Regions from separate parts of the Mus musculus genome. Here region 1 is linked to region 2. The links are chromatin contacts, called in public HiChIP or PLAC-seq maps. All regions are on one chromosome and are shown on one strand. Each heading gives the region's core, a stretch centred on a gene start, on an enhancer-like site or on the middle of the called end of the contact. The rest is flanking DNA. Distances are from core to core; before and after follow the strand shown.

What was found. HiChIP or PLAC-seq counts read pairs in DNA pulled down with a chosen protein or histone mark.
Region 1: an H3K27ac HiChIP or PLAC-seq map of embryonic stem cells shows a contact between it and region 2, with 6 read pairs. The contact joins two enhancer-like sites. A contact is called at or near these places in 6 of 39 promoter capture datasets (the C10 cell line, the HPC-7 cell line, cranial neural crest and 2 more), 3 of 115 datasets of contacts at active chromatin or transcription factors (all in embryonic stem cells) and 1 of 9 other capture datasets (liver).

The regions. Positions count from the first base shown.
Region 1 is chr10:63,359,425-63,362,124 of GRCm38.p6, reverse strand. No RefSeq gene overlaps it. Among named protein-coding and RNA genes, the nearest start is that of Sirt1, 22 kb to the right of the region's middle. Within about 2 kb of position 1,389, at least 6 of the 459 cell types and tissues checked have an H3K27ac peak or open chromatin away from gene starts, as enhancers often do. A contact at or near this core is called in embryonic stem cells, where this site is marked.
Region 2 is chr10:62,905,206-62,907,905 of GRCm38.p6, reverse strand. All of the region lies in intron 2 of Gm51805 (a long non-coding RNA gene), which reads right to left. Among named protein-coding and RNA genes, the nearest start is that of Gm26479, 13 kb to the right of the region's middle. RefSeq lists a cis regulatory region at 1,102-2,700. Within about 2 kb of position 1,320, at least 8 of the 459 cell types and tissues checked have an H3K27ac peak or open chromatin away from gene starts, as enhancers often do. A contact at or near this core is called in embryonic stem cells, where this site is marked.

The DNA of each region.
Region 1 (2,700 bases), core at 140-2,639, 450 kb before region 2:
CAACTTAGGAGACAGTCACTGGCCAGTTTTTGGTGCACCCCAATAAAAATCAAGTTTGTTTCAAATATGGCTCAAATTTGTCATGGTGGTCTTATTCTTGCCCAGTGGGATTAACAGTATAGCTTCATAGCAATAGAACACTGACAATAAATAATGATGATGATAATAATAATCCAATGTTCAAGTTTTTAATCTGTGAAACCGTTTCTCCACTTGGGAGGCCCCGATGGTCAAGAGCATGTTTGTTTTTGGAGACAAGGTCCCCCACAGCCCTGCTGGCCTCCAACTCACAAGAAGCTGAGGATGTCCTTGAACTTTGGTCCTTCTGTCTGCACTTTCCAAGAGCTGGGATTATAGGTGTGCTCTAGAGCCTCCCTTTAATTCTAGCTCTCGGGAGACAGATATAGATGCTTCTCTGTGAGTTTGAGGCCAACCTGATCTACACAGCAAGTTCTAGGACAGCTAAGTCTACACAAAGAAACCCTGTCTCAAAGAACAAACAAAAATATTCATTATCTCCCAAGTATTAGTTCTAAGGTATGTTGTTTTTGTTTTTAAAGTTCCCTTTATATAGCCCCCAGCTGGCCTCTGAGTGACAGCTCTGACCTTGCTGTCCAGTCTTAAAGACTTGCATCAAAAAGACTATACTCCCCTTTTAACACCAAACATAGCTGATAATAGACACTGATAGCTGGATAGACACAGTATGTAATCAATTTTTTGTTGGTTTTTTGAGACAGGGTCTCTACACAGCCCTGGTTGTCCTGGACCTATGTAGACCAAGCTGGTGTTGAACTCAGGAAGATCCACCTGCCTCTGCCTCCAGAGTAGTAGGATTGAAGGCCACTAGGGCACAACAGGGTTTTGTGTATCTAAGGCTAGCATCAAACTTGCTGTATATCAAAGAATAGCCTTGAACTTTTTAATTTTGCTTTTGAGACAGGGTTTCATCTCACTATATAGCCTGGCTGGCTTGGGACTAGATATGTAGACTGGACGGGCCTCAAATTCCGATCAACTTGCGTTACCTCCCAGCTGGGATTAAAGGTGTGCACCTCCATGCCTGACTAAAGGAAGGCCTTGAGTTTAGGATCTTCAGCCTCTACCTCCAAAGTGCTGGAATTTCAGGTTTGTAATCTTGGCTAGTCTCTCCTATCAAATATTAGAAAATGGCAAATGTTTTAACACCACCCCTTCCCACTCCCCCCCCCCCCCCCGCCCCAGTAAACCCCTTGTTTACCCTAAGAGCCTACTGCCTTTTCCAGAGATCTGAACAGTGACCCCTTTCTCCTTGGAACACTGATCCCTCCCCCTTCCTCATTTCCTGTGGCCAGTGCTTTTCAGATCACCAGACTGAATAAAGACTATGAGGTAGGACCCCAAAGGGGAAGCCACCACCCGAATTAGAATAAAAATCAAAGGCACTTCCTTCTCTGTTTCCTCTCCTAAGCACTCCTGGATGGTGAACATTTGATTTCCAACCTAGGGACTCAGATGCATATTTTACATATCAAAACAGCTTGACCTCCAAGTCCTCCCAGCATCCCTCAGTCCTTACCTGCAATCTCCTACTCCAGCCCTGAACTTACTTTCTTTCTTTCTTTCTTTCTTTCTTTCTTTCTTTCTTCTTCTTCTTCTTCTTCTTCTTCTTCTTCTTCTTCTTCTTCTTCTTCTTCTTCTTCTTCTTCTTTTTTTTTTCTTCTCTGAGACAGGGTTTCTCTGTATAGCCCTGGCTGTCCTGGAACTCACTTTGTAGACCAGGCTGGCCTCAAACTCAGAAATCCACCTGCCTCTGCCTCCCAAGTGCTGGGATTAAAGGCATGCGCCACCACCGCCCAGCTTTTTTTTTTTTTTTAATATTTATTTATTATTATACATAAGTACACTGTTGCTGTCTTCAGACACACCAGAAGAGGACATCAGATCTCATTATGGGTGGTTGTGAGCCACCATGTGGTTGCTGGGATTTTGAACTCAAGACCTTCAGAAGAGCAGTCAGCGCTCTTACCAGCTGAGCCATCTCACCAGCAGCCCTGAACTTTCTAGCCCAGGGCTTGGGCTGCCCTTCCTCTAGAGGCTCTTTATATAATACAGGCAGGGAAGTCGCCATGGGAAAGGAAACAGAGGGGAGGGGTAAGAGAAAGAGAAAGATTGCATACAGAGAGAGGGAGAGAAGAGCAAGGAGAGAACAAGAGACCAAATGATTCTGTTTAGGGTGAAACACTGCAGATGGAAATACTGATGGTAGTGGAACATTCTGGAACCATTGTGGACAGTAGTGATGCTACCATCACCTCTTTATCCACAGATATCTGATTGTGTTTATATGCAAAGGGGAGTCTGGAGAAAGTCAAGAAAAGATTTACCAAGAAATACTGAATTTAGTGTGATGACTTATACTTACAACCCCAATACACAGGTGGTTGAGACCCAAACACTGACACAGGATTTAGCCAGCCTCGGTTACATGGAAAAAAGACCAAATTATCCAGGGGAACATGGAAAATCCTAACTTAAATAAACCAAACAAGCTAACAACAAGAAGTAATCAAGAGCTATTATTATGAGTTTAAGCTTCAAGATCTATTTAGGCAAGGTCTGGTCAATAATGTGTTTGCCCTCTGAGTGTGAGGACATGAGTTCAGGTCTCCAGAACCCACTTATCTGTAGGGAGTGAGTGAAGTCCTGTGTAAATGTAGT
Region 2 (2,700 bases), core at 71-2,570:
TTCTCTCAGCTTCTCACTGAATTGCTCTGCTTGGCCTACTTCTGACAATCTGTTTTAAATCTTCTGGCTCCTTCTCATTTTATACCTCATTCTGTCTTCACCTGTGACTAGCTTCTTCTCTCTCCAACTTGTTTGTAAAACTATTCCAGTTTAAAAGTCCCTCAACTGACTAAACTGAACTCAATGAACTCCACTCCACAGCCTCTCAACTCAGTGATTTCATCGAACTGACTGCCTAGAACTTAGAGATCCACATGCCTCTGTCTCCTGAGTGCTGGGGTTAAAGAAGTCTTCCACCATGGCTGGACTTGAGCTTTTCTTTATCTGAAATTTGCTCTATATGAGGCTGGCCTTGAACTCAGAGATCTGCTTGCTTGTCTCTGTCTCCTAGGATTGAAGGTGTATCTGTATTGCAGCTGGGTCACACAGACCTAGAAGGTCTTTGGATGTGATCCCTTGCCTTGGCAGCCATGTTGCTGGATTAGAATTCTTCTACACTCGATTTCTGCCCTTTCTAATCGTATTAGCAAGGGCATCAACCTCAGAATTCTAGGTGTACAGCCTACTGGGGTGTGGAGCCATTCTAGCATTCTCTAGGGCTGATACAGAGCTCCTACGAGTGTAGAGAAGAAGTTAAAGATAAGAAGCTAAAGATAAGAATCGGTACCAGCATTGTTGGATCACACCTAACCAGTGCCATGCCTTTAAGGCTACATTAAAGGAGCCTAAAGCTTCAACTGCCTCAGAAGAGAGCGCCAGTGGGGAAGAGGGGTTTTTATCCTTTTAGAAGATCAAACAGAGACTGTAGGGTACTGGTGGAGAGGGGGAGCCATCGTCGAAGCCAGTTAAGGATACCCAAAAGATGGGGCTGGAGAGATGGCTCAGTAGTTGAGAGCACTGACTGTTCTTCCAAAGGTCCTGAGTTCAATTCCCAGCAACCACATGGTGGCTCACAACCATCTGTAATGGGATTCGATGCTCTAGCTACAGTGTACTCATAATATAAAGGAATAAATAAATCTTAAAATAAAAAGAAAGGACACCCCTCCAGGACAAACTCTAGAAGAAGGTGAGACTTTAGTTTGGGGGAAAGGAAAGAGTGGGTTTAGTAAGTCGTATTGAGGTAAGGGAGATTTCTGTCCCTAGGGATGTAATGGATGGAGTAAGTTGTATCTTGTGAAGGGCTACTTTAAATCCCGGGGAAGACAATAGGGAAGGTATTAATTGATCTTTAAGTAGGAAGAGGAGGCCAATGGGAGTTGGGCTTAGATGGAGCCAAGGGCTGGTTTTGTGTTTCCTACAAGGAATCATACAGTGGTAGGGAGGAATGAACTGGATCGGACTGGTCAAGGTTGCTGCCTGGGCTGTGGAGGAGGTGGCTTTATGAATAGCTTTGATTTCCTGTGTAAGGTCTGTGAGATCTGGAACAAGGTGGTCTATAGGACCGTCATCCTCATATTCACTTACTCAGGAAGCAAAATAGTCTTCTTAGGTCCCATAATTGGAAGTCCTGCTCATTGGTGGACTGCAGCTATGCTCGGCAGGAAACCGGCCGAGGGGCGTCTTCCCTTCCTCAGGGTCTCGGTGCTGGGTTAGGTAGGTGCTTGACAACATGAGTTAGGATTGTAAGGGTCTCCTGTGCCTTTACCTGTCGCTATTTAAAGGACTTCCTCCAAAAAACAGGGAGGCTCTCATTTTGGTGAGTTTTATTGCATGGGATTTTTAAGAGAGCTCGTATATATTTCCCTAATCTTTGGTATCTTTTAAGTTGAGGAAGTATTTCCTATGATAGGAAATGCCAGGTCCAGATAAGAACCTTTCCGTAGGCTTATGGATGCCAGGGGATTCCTCAAAGTCCCAAATGCAAACCTGGCTGAAGTTGTAAGAGCTCTGGTGACCACCCTGGTGGTGTTCACTGGCTGTGGTATACTGTTTTTTTGTTTGTTTGTTTGTTTTCTGTTTTTTTTTTTAAATAATACCTGGCTTCTGTTTGTTTTGTTTTTCGAGACAGGGTTTCTCTGTGTAGCCCTGGCTGTCCTGGAACTCACTTTGTAGACCAGGCTGGCCTCGAACTCAGAAATCCGCCTCCTCTGCCTCCCAAGTGCTGGGATTAAAGGCATGCGCCACCACTGTCCGGCTAGAAAAAAAAGTTTAAAAATTGTTTAATTTATCTTATGTATATGAGCACACTGTAGCTGTCTTTAGACATAGAAGAAGGCATAGTTGGTTGTGAGCCACCATGTGGTTGTTGGGATTTGAACTCAGGACCTTTGGAAGAGCAGTTGGTGCTCTTAACCTCTTAACCACTGAGCCATCTCTCCAGCCCAATAGTTTTTTGTTTTTTTTTTTTTTAAAGGGGAAAAAAGGATTTATTTATTTATTTATTTTGCCGGTTACCCATGTGGGCTGTCCGGGTTCAGATAGAGTTTAAGGGCCTTCCACCAACACCAAGGAATAGCCCTGGCCAGATGTCAGTTCCTGTTTCAACTTGTCTAAACCCAAATCAAGGGTGCAAATCTAAAACAAAGAAAGAAAAAGAAAGAAAGAAAGAAAGAAAGAAAGAAAGAAAGAAAGAAAGAAAGAAAGAAAGGGAGAAAGAAAGGGAGAAAGAAGAGAGGAGAGGAGAGGAGAGGAGAGGAGAGGAGAGGAGAGGAGAGGAGAGAAGAGAAGAGAAGAGAAGAGAAGAGAAGAGAAGAGAAG